Regions from separate parts of the Mus musculus genome. Here region 1 is linked to region 2. A link is a contact called in public Hi-C data. All regions are on one chromosome and are shown on one strand. Each heading gives the region's core, a stretch centred on a gene start, on an enhancer-like site or on the middle of the called end of the contact. The rest is flanking DNA. Distances are from core to core; before and after follow the strand shown.

Region 1 (4,824 bases), core at 875-3,374, 120 kb after region 2:
CCCATGGTTAGAAAGAGGTAGATGGTGGCAGGTTTGGAGAAGGCGAGGAGTTGGTTTTTCTAGGAGCCCCCTGGTGGGTGCTTCTCAGCACATTCTGAGGGAAGGACCGTAAAACTGGCCGGTGTGCTTGACTGAGGCTTACTCTGTTAACTGGCTGAGCAGGAGGAATAGCAGCTATGCCATTTAGGGTGTCATTTTGAAGGCAACACAGATCCATGAAAACAAGACAGAAAAAAAAAATCACTTTTGCCTTTATTATTTTTTAAATCCTAGCCAGGAAAGGAGAGAGGTAGCCGATATTGAGACACCAGCATAAATGCCTTCTCTGTTACATATCAGTCACTTGAAATATGTATTTTGCTTGTCGGTCTTGGCTCCTTTGCAAGCCATTCTCAGTCTCTCCCCATATCATCCTCTGAGCCGTATAAGGAGACACAGCTGCAGATAGAACAGTAGTTCTGTAGTATGTTCCTGGAGGTAAGCTTTACCAGGGGGTGCCACTGAATCGTTCTAGCTCCCTGCAGTAGGAAACATGGAGATACTCTATCATAGATATGCAGGGAACAAAGGCCTCATTGCAAGTATAATTTTGCTTCAGAAAATCCAAGTCAAAGGAGCAGGCCCTAAGCTTTGCTTGCAGACTTCTGGTGTGTTGAACGCTTCGGTTTGGGCTTGGTAAAAAGGCTTCTTCGTTGATTGGTATTCCCTACTAGATTGTCTCTCAGACCCTGCATCAGCTTTCCCCTAATCACTGTGAGACTAGTGGGGTTTTTCCCAACCTTGGGTCCAAAAGGAGGTTTCTGTCTCCAAAAATACTGTAAAGGCAGGGCTAAACACACATCAGTCGTCGCAGCAACCCTCTCCTTCGAAGCCAAGTCTAGAAAGTAGAAACAGAGGCATAACAAGTCAACCAACCTTCTGCGAATACAAGAGGGAAATGCAAATGCAGGGTATCATGTGGACCAAGTCCTTCTCAGTCCACCTGTGAGCCACCATGCGTGAGCCAGGAAGAGCAAGACTGCACACACAGCTTGTTCCTGCATGGTACTTGCAGGCTTTCAGGATGCCTTGTGTTTCATTTGCCTGTGGATAGTGGATACCATAGTCAACCCCCCCCCCCCCCGCCACTCCCTCCCCAGGAGATTGGGGGGGGAGTATTTCTATTGGGCAGCATTATTCTGGAGACTCTGGTATTTACTTCTGAGGAGCTTATGATAGTCCAAATTCATTCGAGCAAGCAGGAAACAATATGGTCAAAACAACACAGTGGATTCTTTTGCTTGCTTGTTTGCTTGCTTGCTTTTTAAGCCTAGGTCCCTGTTTAGCTACATAGCACATCTCCATGCCTTGGGATTTCAAGGCCCATTACAATGTCAAGAAAGCACCATAGAGACCAACGTAGGTCTCTGAGTGCTTATTTTGCCATGGAAATGACAATAACAAAGCAATTCTGACTAAAATATATAGTCAGCTTAATTTTTAATGATATGAGAGTCTCTCTCTCTCTCTCTCTCTCTCTCTCTCTCTCTCTCTCTCTTTTACAACACACACACAAAAAACATAATGTCAGGAAAAGGATAAGCTAACCAAAGGAGTATGAAACTTTCCAACACTTCTCCACAGTCTAGATTTACTGTTACTTTGACCGGGACCAGTGTACCCACTCTGCCTGACAAACTCTAGGTTTCAGGCTAGCTTCAGGAAACTAATGATCTCTGCCATTTGCCAAGGGTACAACTGGCTCTGAACCCAGGTTCTCAGATCCTGGTTCCTTGTCTTGGAGTGGGAATGTGAGAGTATCCATTCATGCAGAGTCTGGAGAATTAGATCCTGTCTGTCCTTCACTCTGGGCACATAGCAGACTTAGGGGGAAAAAAAAAAGCCTTCTCTATTTTCTTAAGCCTTTTCTTCGAACTTAACTGGCCCCATTCCACCGCAGGCAGACCTTTAAGGAGATTGCCCTCCCTAGCCGTAAATCTCCCACACAGACGAGCTTTCTGGAGAAAACCCAAGAGAACAGGGCCAATGACGTTAAGAGTAAACGGAAGACCTGTCAAATAACGTACACTATGAAAGAAGAGCCTGTTCCTAGAACACAGAGTGAGGGCACTTGTGTAGCCTCTTTCCCTCTGGGTACTCAGCCCTTTGCCTCCTGTCAGGAACTTCAAACTCAGCCTAGGACTCACAGTCCCCTGTGGCCAACTGTGACATCAGCATCCCTGGATAATTTTCTCTGATGCATCAGTCTTTATTAAGCAAAATAGTACGATGTGCTTTGTGCTCCTGTCTACAAACATTTACTAAGTTCCTTTGAAGCTTGAAACTTCTGTCTGCAAATGTGAGAGTGGATTATGTTTGCACTGACATAGAGCTTATTCAGTATCATGTATTTTTCCTTCATGAAACCAAAATTTCTATCTTTACAGCACACATTCGATGTTAGACCACAGAGTGTTTGCTTATACTGTGTAATAAATTCTCAGTTTTATGCCTTATCATCAATGCAGATTTTTTTAAATGATTTATTTAATGTGAGTATGCTGTTGATGTCTTCACACACACCAGAGGAGGGCAGCAGACCCTGAAACAGATGGTTGTGAGCCACCATGTGGTTGCTGGGAATTGAACTCAGGACCTCTGGAAGAGCAGTCAGTGCTCTTAACCACTGAGCCATCTCTCTAGCCTTCAATGCACATTCTTAATGAAGATCTGAACATACGTGAAGCAAAAACAAAGGATTTATGCTTTGGTAATTTATGTGCTTACTTATTGATTTTTGAGGTATGTGTGTGTATGTGTGTGTGTGCGCTCCCGCACATGCGTGCAAGTATGTATGCATGCATGTATGTATGTTCACGTGAGTGCAGGTACATGTATGTGGACATGAAGGACACACATGTGGAGACCCGAGAACAACCTTAGCTATTCTTCCTTAGGCATCATACACATTTTGTTTCAAGACAGGGCTCTTCACAGGTCTGGAGCTCACCAAATACAGTAGGGTGGGTGGCCTCACAGGGAGCTCTAGGGGTCCATCTTCTCCAACGCTGTGATTACAAGAATGAACCCCCATGCCTGGATTTTTTTTTTATGTGGATTCTAGGAGTCAAATTGAAGCCCTCAGCTTTGTGAAGCAAGCTTTGCTGGTTGATCCATCTCCCTAGCTTTGCTTCTTGTTTCTGAAACTGGGTCTCATGTCATCCAGGCTGGCTTTGAGTACTGTATAGTGAACTCCTGATCCCCCTGCCTCCACTTTCCAAGTGCTAGGCTTGTGCCACTGTACCTGGTCTTAAGGATTGATTTGGTTGGGTTGATTCAAAGATCAGGCTCTTCATTCATTCTTAAATGTATTTAAGCAACCAGAAAACAGCACTGACTCCACAGTGTAGCTCCCATTTCGTGAAAATATCATTCAACTGATAATCAGACATTAATACAGAATGATAAAATAAAATTAAACAACAAAATATAAACAACTAAGCTTCATCCCAGCTGTGACTCCCAACCAGCTCAGCCATCCTGATGCCTTCACACCACACAACCTTAAACTAAATAACAGAGAAAGGAGAGACATTGTCTGTGTTTAAGATATACAATAATAGTTTTAATATGAATCTAAACATTGGATTGAGTTTGTTAATGTACCTATCACGTTATCTAGTTACTGCTTTTGTGATGAGGAAATCTAAAATTGTGCATATTGCTTGTCATAGTCAGCAATGTGTGCTATAAATTTCATGAACTTATTTCCCATAAGGCTTTTTAAGCCCAATCCTATTTCCTGGCCCCTGTAACTAACACTTCAGACTCTCTTCCTGTAAGTTCATGGTTTTGTTTTGTTTTGTTTTGTTTTGTTTTGTTTTGTTTTGTTTTAGGGTCCACGTGCATGTGATGTCATACACTGTTTGTCTGCCTTGTTACACTAAGCATAGCCTACCTCAGGTTCATACCTCTTACAACAAATGATTCTCTCTTTAAAACCTAAGTAGTATCCTATGAGGTAGGCATATTTCCACCTATTGATAGACACTTAAGATGAGTGAGTCTGTGTGGGGACTATTGTGGATATCTCTGTGACATGCTGTTTCCATTGCTTGTTGTCCACACACCCGGAAGTGGATGATGAATGCCATCCTCTTGTGCCTTGTTTGTAAGCACTTTAGTTAACTATAGCTCAGAATTCTATTTCTAGATCAAAAAGTACACAAATGCTCTTTTACTCCTTTCTCTGTTATTTAGTTTAAGGTTGTGTGGTGTGAAGGCATCAGGATGGCTGAGCTGCTTTGGAGTCACAGCTGGGATGAAGCTTAGTTGTTTGTATTTTGTTGTTTAATTTTATTTTATTATTATGTATTAATGTCTGACTATCAGTTGAATGATATTTTCGTGAACTGAGAGCTACACTGTGGAGTCAGTGCTGCTTTCTGGTGGGCTTTTGGCATCTCTCAGTGCATGGTAGAGGGGGAATCACGTCTGTGATTCATAGGGCTTGAATTGGAATCCTCTTCAAATTTCTTTATAAACACAGGGTTTGTGTTTCTTGTGACTCCCTTTCCTGAATCAAAATAGATATTAACTAGGAGATACTCGCTCTAAAATTCTTTGCACAGTGAGTCATTTAATAAATATTAACTATTGCTACATATTGGTGATGACTATTTACAATTATTATCATAATTTAATCTTATATTCTATTGATAAAAGTATTCTAGTGGCATTTGTGGGCATTTATTTATTTGTGCATGTGTACGAGTGTGTGTGTGTGTGTGTGGTGTATGGTGTATGTACATAATTGGTACTATAGATTGAGCACAGAACTTCATG
Region 2 (5,110 bases), core at 55-2,554:
CTGTGCCCGATGCTCAGCTTGTTTAACATTTTAATGCCCCCCCAAATCACGAGAGCATGGGGGGGGAGGGGCTGGAGAGATGGCTCAGCAGTTAAGAGCACTGAACACTGACTGCTCTTCCAGAGGTTCTGAGTTCAAATCCCAGCAAACACGTGGTGGCTTACAACCATCTAGAATGAGATCTGATGCCCTTTCTGGTGTGTCTGAAGAGAGTGACATTGTACTCACATACATAAAATAAATAAATCTTAAGCCTAGTGAGGCTGGGATCGGAGCCAGGAAAAAAAAAAAAAAAAGAATGTTAAGGGTCTTTAACCCTGGTAGGCATGGAGATGGTCCCTTAGGGCGATTAGTCAATTTTGTCCAGTTCAGAGGGGGTTAACATCTTTTTTAGGGTTTCTCCAAGCTTCTCTAATCTTATCCTGGATGTGTAGAGCCCTGCCTTGGTTTACAATGGAGGTCACAAGCAGGCCAGTGCTTGGGCAGGGAGTGATGGAATTAGGCTGTGTTGTCAGCATTAAATACCACTGACTCCTGAGAAGTGATGACGACACCAGGGTGCCTTGAGTCCTTGAGGACACCTTGAAATATATGTCTCCCTGCCGCGCGCGCTGAACTCTGAGACCACACAACTGAGCTCTGTGGATCTCTCAGCCTTTATGTGACTTGAAAGAAGGACGTTTTAAGGGATCTGTTCAAGAGCGAAGAACGGGACAAGACATTGATCTCTGCTGTCAAAGTCACTCCTTATAACTCACTCTGCAAGGTGACACAGTGACATCCCTTTGAGGGAAAGGTTGCCAGGAGTTCTGAAAGTGATCTGCCTGTTTTCATCTCACACTGACTGGCAGGGAGGAGAGGGGTTTTTTTTGTTTGTTTTGTTTTGTTTTTAACAATTACTAAGTTTTTTTTTTACAAGGTTTTCTAATAACGACATTCATACATGTATCTAAGAGAATTTAGAATAAGAAAAAATTATTTGGATAGCCAGAGTTGAAATTTAATACTCCTGTCAAGTTTCCCAGTCCTGGGTCCATGTGTAATTTTCCCTTTCACTACAGGTCACTACTGTTTAACATTCACACTAAGAGTAAGTTGACCCATTGAACCACACCTCCCAGTCTGTGCATCTGCATGTCTGTGGGGGGTGGGGTGGGGGCTATGCTTTTCAGGAGTGGCATGTGGCCCTGCTGTTTAAGCTGGGCTATATTTAAAAGCAGTTTCAAGGGAGTTGTTTCTCACACTAACAAGAGACTGTCTAGGTGAAGCAAGCGCTGTCGCAAAGGGCAAGTGTCACGCAGCAGGAAGTGCTGGCCACCCTTTCCAGCCCTGCCTCAGCCAGCCTGCCACCTCTCTGTCAGCACATACCACCACACTGAAGAAATGCCCTCATTCAGCCACAAGTGCCTCTTGCAGCCTGAAGGGCCTTCCCGCCCCAGGGTCCAGTATCTGCTCTGACATTCTGCTGTTCCTGTGGATCTCTTAGCACTCTCTTTACAAATGGCTTTTGTCTGGGATCCCCTGGGAGTCGCAGTGCCAGGACCATCTCCAAGAACTAGAACAAGATTGCGTTTCTCAAAGTCCTACAGGTATGGCAATTTCCTTTTGGTAGCAAGGGAGGCCTTTTTATCTGCTGTAGGTCCCTTACAAGTAAAACTTTGAGGGAATCTCCTTCATTCACATGGTTGGGTTAATGTCCGGCTCAGCTCCTGGGCTATTGTAAGCATTTGAAATAGTCCTGGGTTTGTGGGGACCTCCTGAGGTCGCAGGAAGTTGCCCAACTCTCAGAGCCCATTCTGAGAGTTGAAAGGTAAACTTGACAAAGCTTGTCAGTTAGTTACAGTTCTGGGATTGGGGGGTGGGGTGTGTGGGGGGTGGATGTATTCATTTGCCTAATCAATTCCTGTCTTGGAAAACAAGCTTGCTAAACTGTAAGCTAAGTCTTTTAACTACTCAGAACAGCTGCTGATTTAATTCGCCCAGCAAACAATAGCAAACTACAGGGCTGTTATTCACAGGGCAAAACCCACATTGCAAAGCTGAAGCTAACTCCGTGACCCACTGGGTGACTCACTTTAAAGTTTGTCTCAAAGAATGAGATACCGTAATTTCGAAGTTAAGGTGTAAGGCGTATTGCATTTCTAGTGAGTTCTCTGGAAGTCACATAACAACTCTCAACCACATGCCTACTACATATTGTCAACTTTGTTTCACAGCAAAGGCTAGTTAATGTTAACCAAATACCTGGCTGTACTGCTGCTGGGAGCTGATGCAGCCACAGTAAATAAAAGGGAAATGGTTTGCATAATCTTAAGAATGGGTCTTTGTTATTTAGGTCAGCTACCAACAAAGTTAGAAACTTATACAGAAATACACACTATTTTGTTTTTGTTTTTAGTTAAATTACGTTCTATGTTGTCTACAGAGAAAACATTTTAAATTTGGATTAAAACATTAATGATTTTATTTGTTGAAAACCAGAGAGAAAACTTTCACCCTAGATTTTTTTTTTAATGAAAACAGCTAGCGTCCGTCATGATGGTATTAATTTATTAAGACATTTGGTGAACGTTGGCAAGCCAGCGCCTGTGGCAAGTGTGCATGAAGGAATATGATTGGCTTGCTTGTTATTGACATGCCACGCCTGATTATGTGTGTTGCATGCCCGGAACGTACTATCACCAAGCCTCCAACATTATTGTGTCCAAGATGTGTGGCTTCTAGGTTTTTCTTACCATGTAGATCTGAAAGCAAGTTCTTTAACACTGTGGGCATCTGCCTGCGGAGTAGAGGGAATAGAAGAAAGCTGCGGCTGGATGAACTGAAGAATCTGGCCTACCCTTTAAAGATGCAGAGTTGAAGTGGTACTTGATTTACAAATGAGTTATAAAATCTCCCCGCCACCACCACCTTTTTTTAAAATCAAAGGCACAGACATTTCCTTGTTTCAAGCTCTGGTCTTTTCCAAATACGTGACCTGGTCTAAGTGAAGAGGGGTTCTCCATTACCTATGTGTCCCACACTTTATTTCTGACATGCTTTATTTAGAGTAAATCGGAGGCTGAAGATAGCACCTCCAGTAGCTGTCAAGGGACAGGTCCCTCCAGGAAACCTTTGTCACTCATTCATTTCCTCTCCATCTGTCAATCCCTTGCATGGTGACGAATTGAATTCTTATATACATTGTGTTTGTTGTGATGGGATCTGCATCATCTTTCCTTTGGAGTCTGTGACTTCCTTAGGTAGGACACAGCCATTCATTCCCTCTCCCCTGGTGTCACTGAGTACTGTGTGCAGCCCTAGCTCTTATGTTCATGCCTTTCACAAATCAAATTGAATGAGATGATAATACAGTTGCCCACCCCCAGAGTCATCTCAGCTCTCTAAAAGATTAGGCATGTAGCCCAGTGATATGGGATAATAAATAAATATATATATATAAAGCTATCATATAGCTTTACATTTGAAGTAGAGTATACACTGAGTCACTACATATCTATAGATGCATGTGTATGCACACATGCAAACACACACACAAACACACGTGAGCACCTGTGCTTGCACACTGCAGCTACGTCTGAGAATGCAGTTGTACTGCATAGCATTCTGTGAAGTCAAAACAATAAACTGCTCATTAAAAATATTTAAATGTAATTTAATTTTAAACCACTTTGTGAATTTCCCCTTTTTTCTTTTTAATACACAATAGTCTTTAAAACATGAAAATAACATGTTTCCCTTGACCTTTAAGAGATGTTGGATATGATTTCATTATTGAAGCAAGTGAAAGACCTGGCCCCTAGCCAGTATTTCTTCATTAGATTCCTCCCATGTAAGATTATTTTTTCTGGAAGACAACTTTTTGGTGTTTTGTTTTTGTTTTTCAAGACAGGGTTTCTTGGTGTAGCCCTGCTTGTCCTGGAACTCACTCTGTAGACCAGGCTGTCCTTGAACTCAGAAATCTGTCTGCCTCTGCCTCCCAAGTGCTGGGATTAAAGGTGTGCACCACCACTGCCTGGCAATATTTATGTTTTTATATTTATATAGTCTGTAATTTTTCTTAACTGTGCATAGTATTGCATCATGCTTTTCTTTGAATAGCAAATGACTGTTACTATATGATACAGATGGCACATGGAGCCTTAAGCTCAAATGCATTTCTTTGGCTAGGTTTCCACTTCACGATGGCATTCAGGCTAAAGGAAAGGCACAAATTTAGCTAATGGGTCTGATTTGTTAAAGTGGTAGAAAAGACTGCACATGTGGTAAGTATAGTGACCCTTGAGAAATAACCTCTTGGATAATTACACAATGTTCAAAATAGACTGGGAATTAGATTTTCAGTAGTGACAAGTCTTTTGTGAACAAAATACATTTTTGGGAACAGAACAAAGTATCTCTATATAGCCTTTTAAAGAAAATCTGAATCCATAGAAGGAGAGAAAGGGCTGAGAGGGCTCAGTGGCTCAAAACCCATATGGAGGAATGAGAGAAATATCAAGTTTGTCCTCTGTCCTCTATGCATACACACTAACCTACACAAACACACACACACATACACACCCCTACCTTCTAAATAGATAATTGTCATAAATGCATGCTGTTAATATGGAGAGCAAAAGACAGAGCAAGGTCACAGAAGTAGAGGAAAAAGAAAGAGAGACGGGAGCGTGGGGGTGGGGAGCAGAGGAGCAGGACAGAGTTACATAACAGCAAGCTCTCCTCTGTGGAGTAAGAATGGAGTGCCAATGGTGCTTAAAGCCATGCGGTCACTGTCAGCTTCAGGGAGCTGCTTCCAAAGGTGACTTCTGTTTTCAAGGGCATGCTACGATTGACCCTAGGTCGTGACCTGTTGTGTAAGAGCCGTCTCTCTAGAGAGGCCTCTCACGTCTGCTTTGGAGAGGAGAGAAGAAGAGACTAGCTTTGCAAACATGTTGTGTATATGACTTCTTTGGGTGACTTAAACGTAGTCTCTTGAGTAACAGGGCCGGGGGCCCATGATAGGAGACGCTGGAAATGAATCATGGGGCAAAGGTTTAACAAGCTTGGGAACTCAGAGAGCTCTAGCTGGAGAAGACCAGGAAATTGGTTTGCTTGTTTGCTTGTTTGT

Evidence for each region. A called contact is a pair of places that touch in the nucleus more often than the background predicts.
Region 1: a Hi-C map of muscle stem cells shows a contact between it and region 2, with 1.9 times the contacts expected there. The contact joins two enhancer-like sites. A contact is called at or near these places in 1 of 39 promoter capture datasets (frontonasal cranial neural crest), 7 of 484 Hi-C or Micro-C datasets (B cells, bone marrow-derived DN2 thymocytes, bone marrow-derived macrophages and 3 more), 4 of 115 datasets of contacts at active chromatin or transcription factors (cardiomyocytes, embryonic stem cells and epiblast stem cells) and 1 of 9 other capture datasets (adipose tissue).

The regions. Positions count from the first base shown.
Region 1 is chr13:109,750,602-109,755,425 of GRCm38.p6, forward strand. The region is part of intron 4 of Pde4d (phosphodiesterase 4D, cAMP specific); the gene reads left to right. Among named protein-coding and RNA genes, the nearest start is that of Mir1904, 150 kb to the right of the region's middle. Within about 2 kb of position 2,125, at least 32 of the 459 cell types and tissues checked have an H3K27ac peak or open chromatin away from gene starts, as enhancers often do. A contact at or near this core is called in muscle stem cells, where this site is marked.
Region 2 is chr13:109,631,322-109,636,431 of GRCm38.p6, forward strand. All of the region lies in intron 3 of Pde4d (phosphodiesterase 4D, cAMP specific), which reads left to right. Among named protein-coding and RNA genes, the nearest start is that of Gm32703, 190 kb to the left of the region's middle. Within about 2 kb of position 1,305, at least 128 of the 459 cell types and tissues checked have an H3K27ac peak or open chromatin away from gene starts, as enhancers often do. A contact at or near this core is called in muscle stem cells, where this site is marked.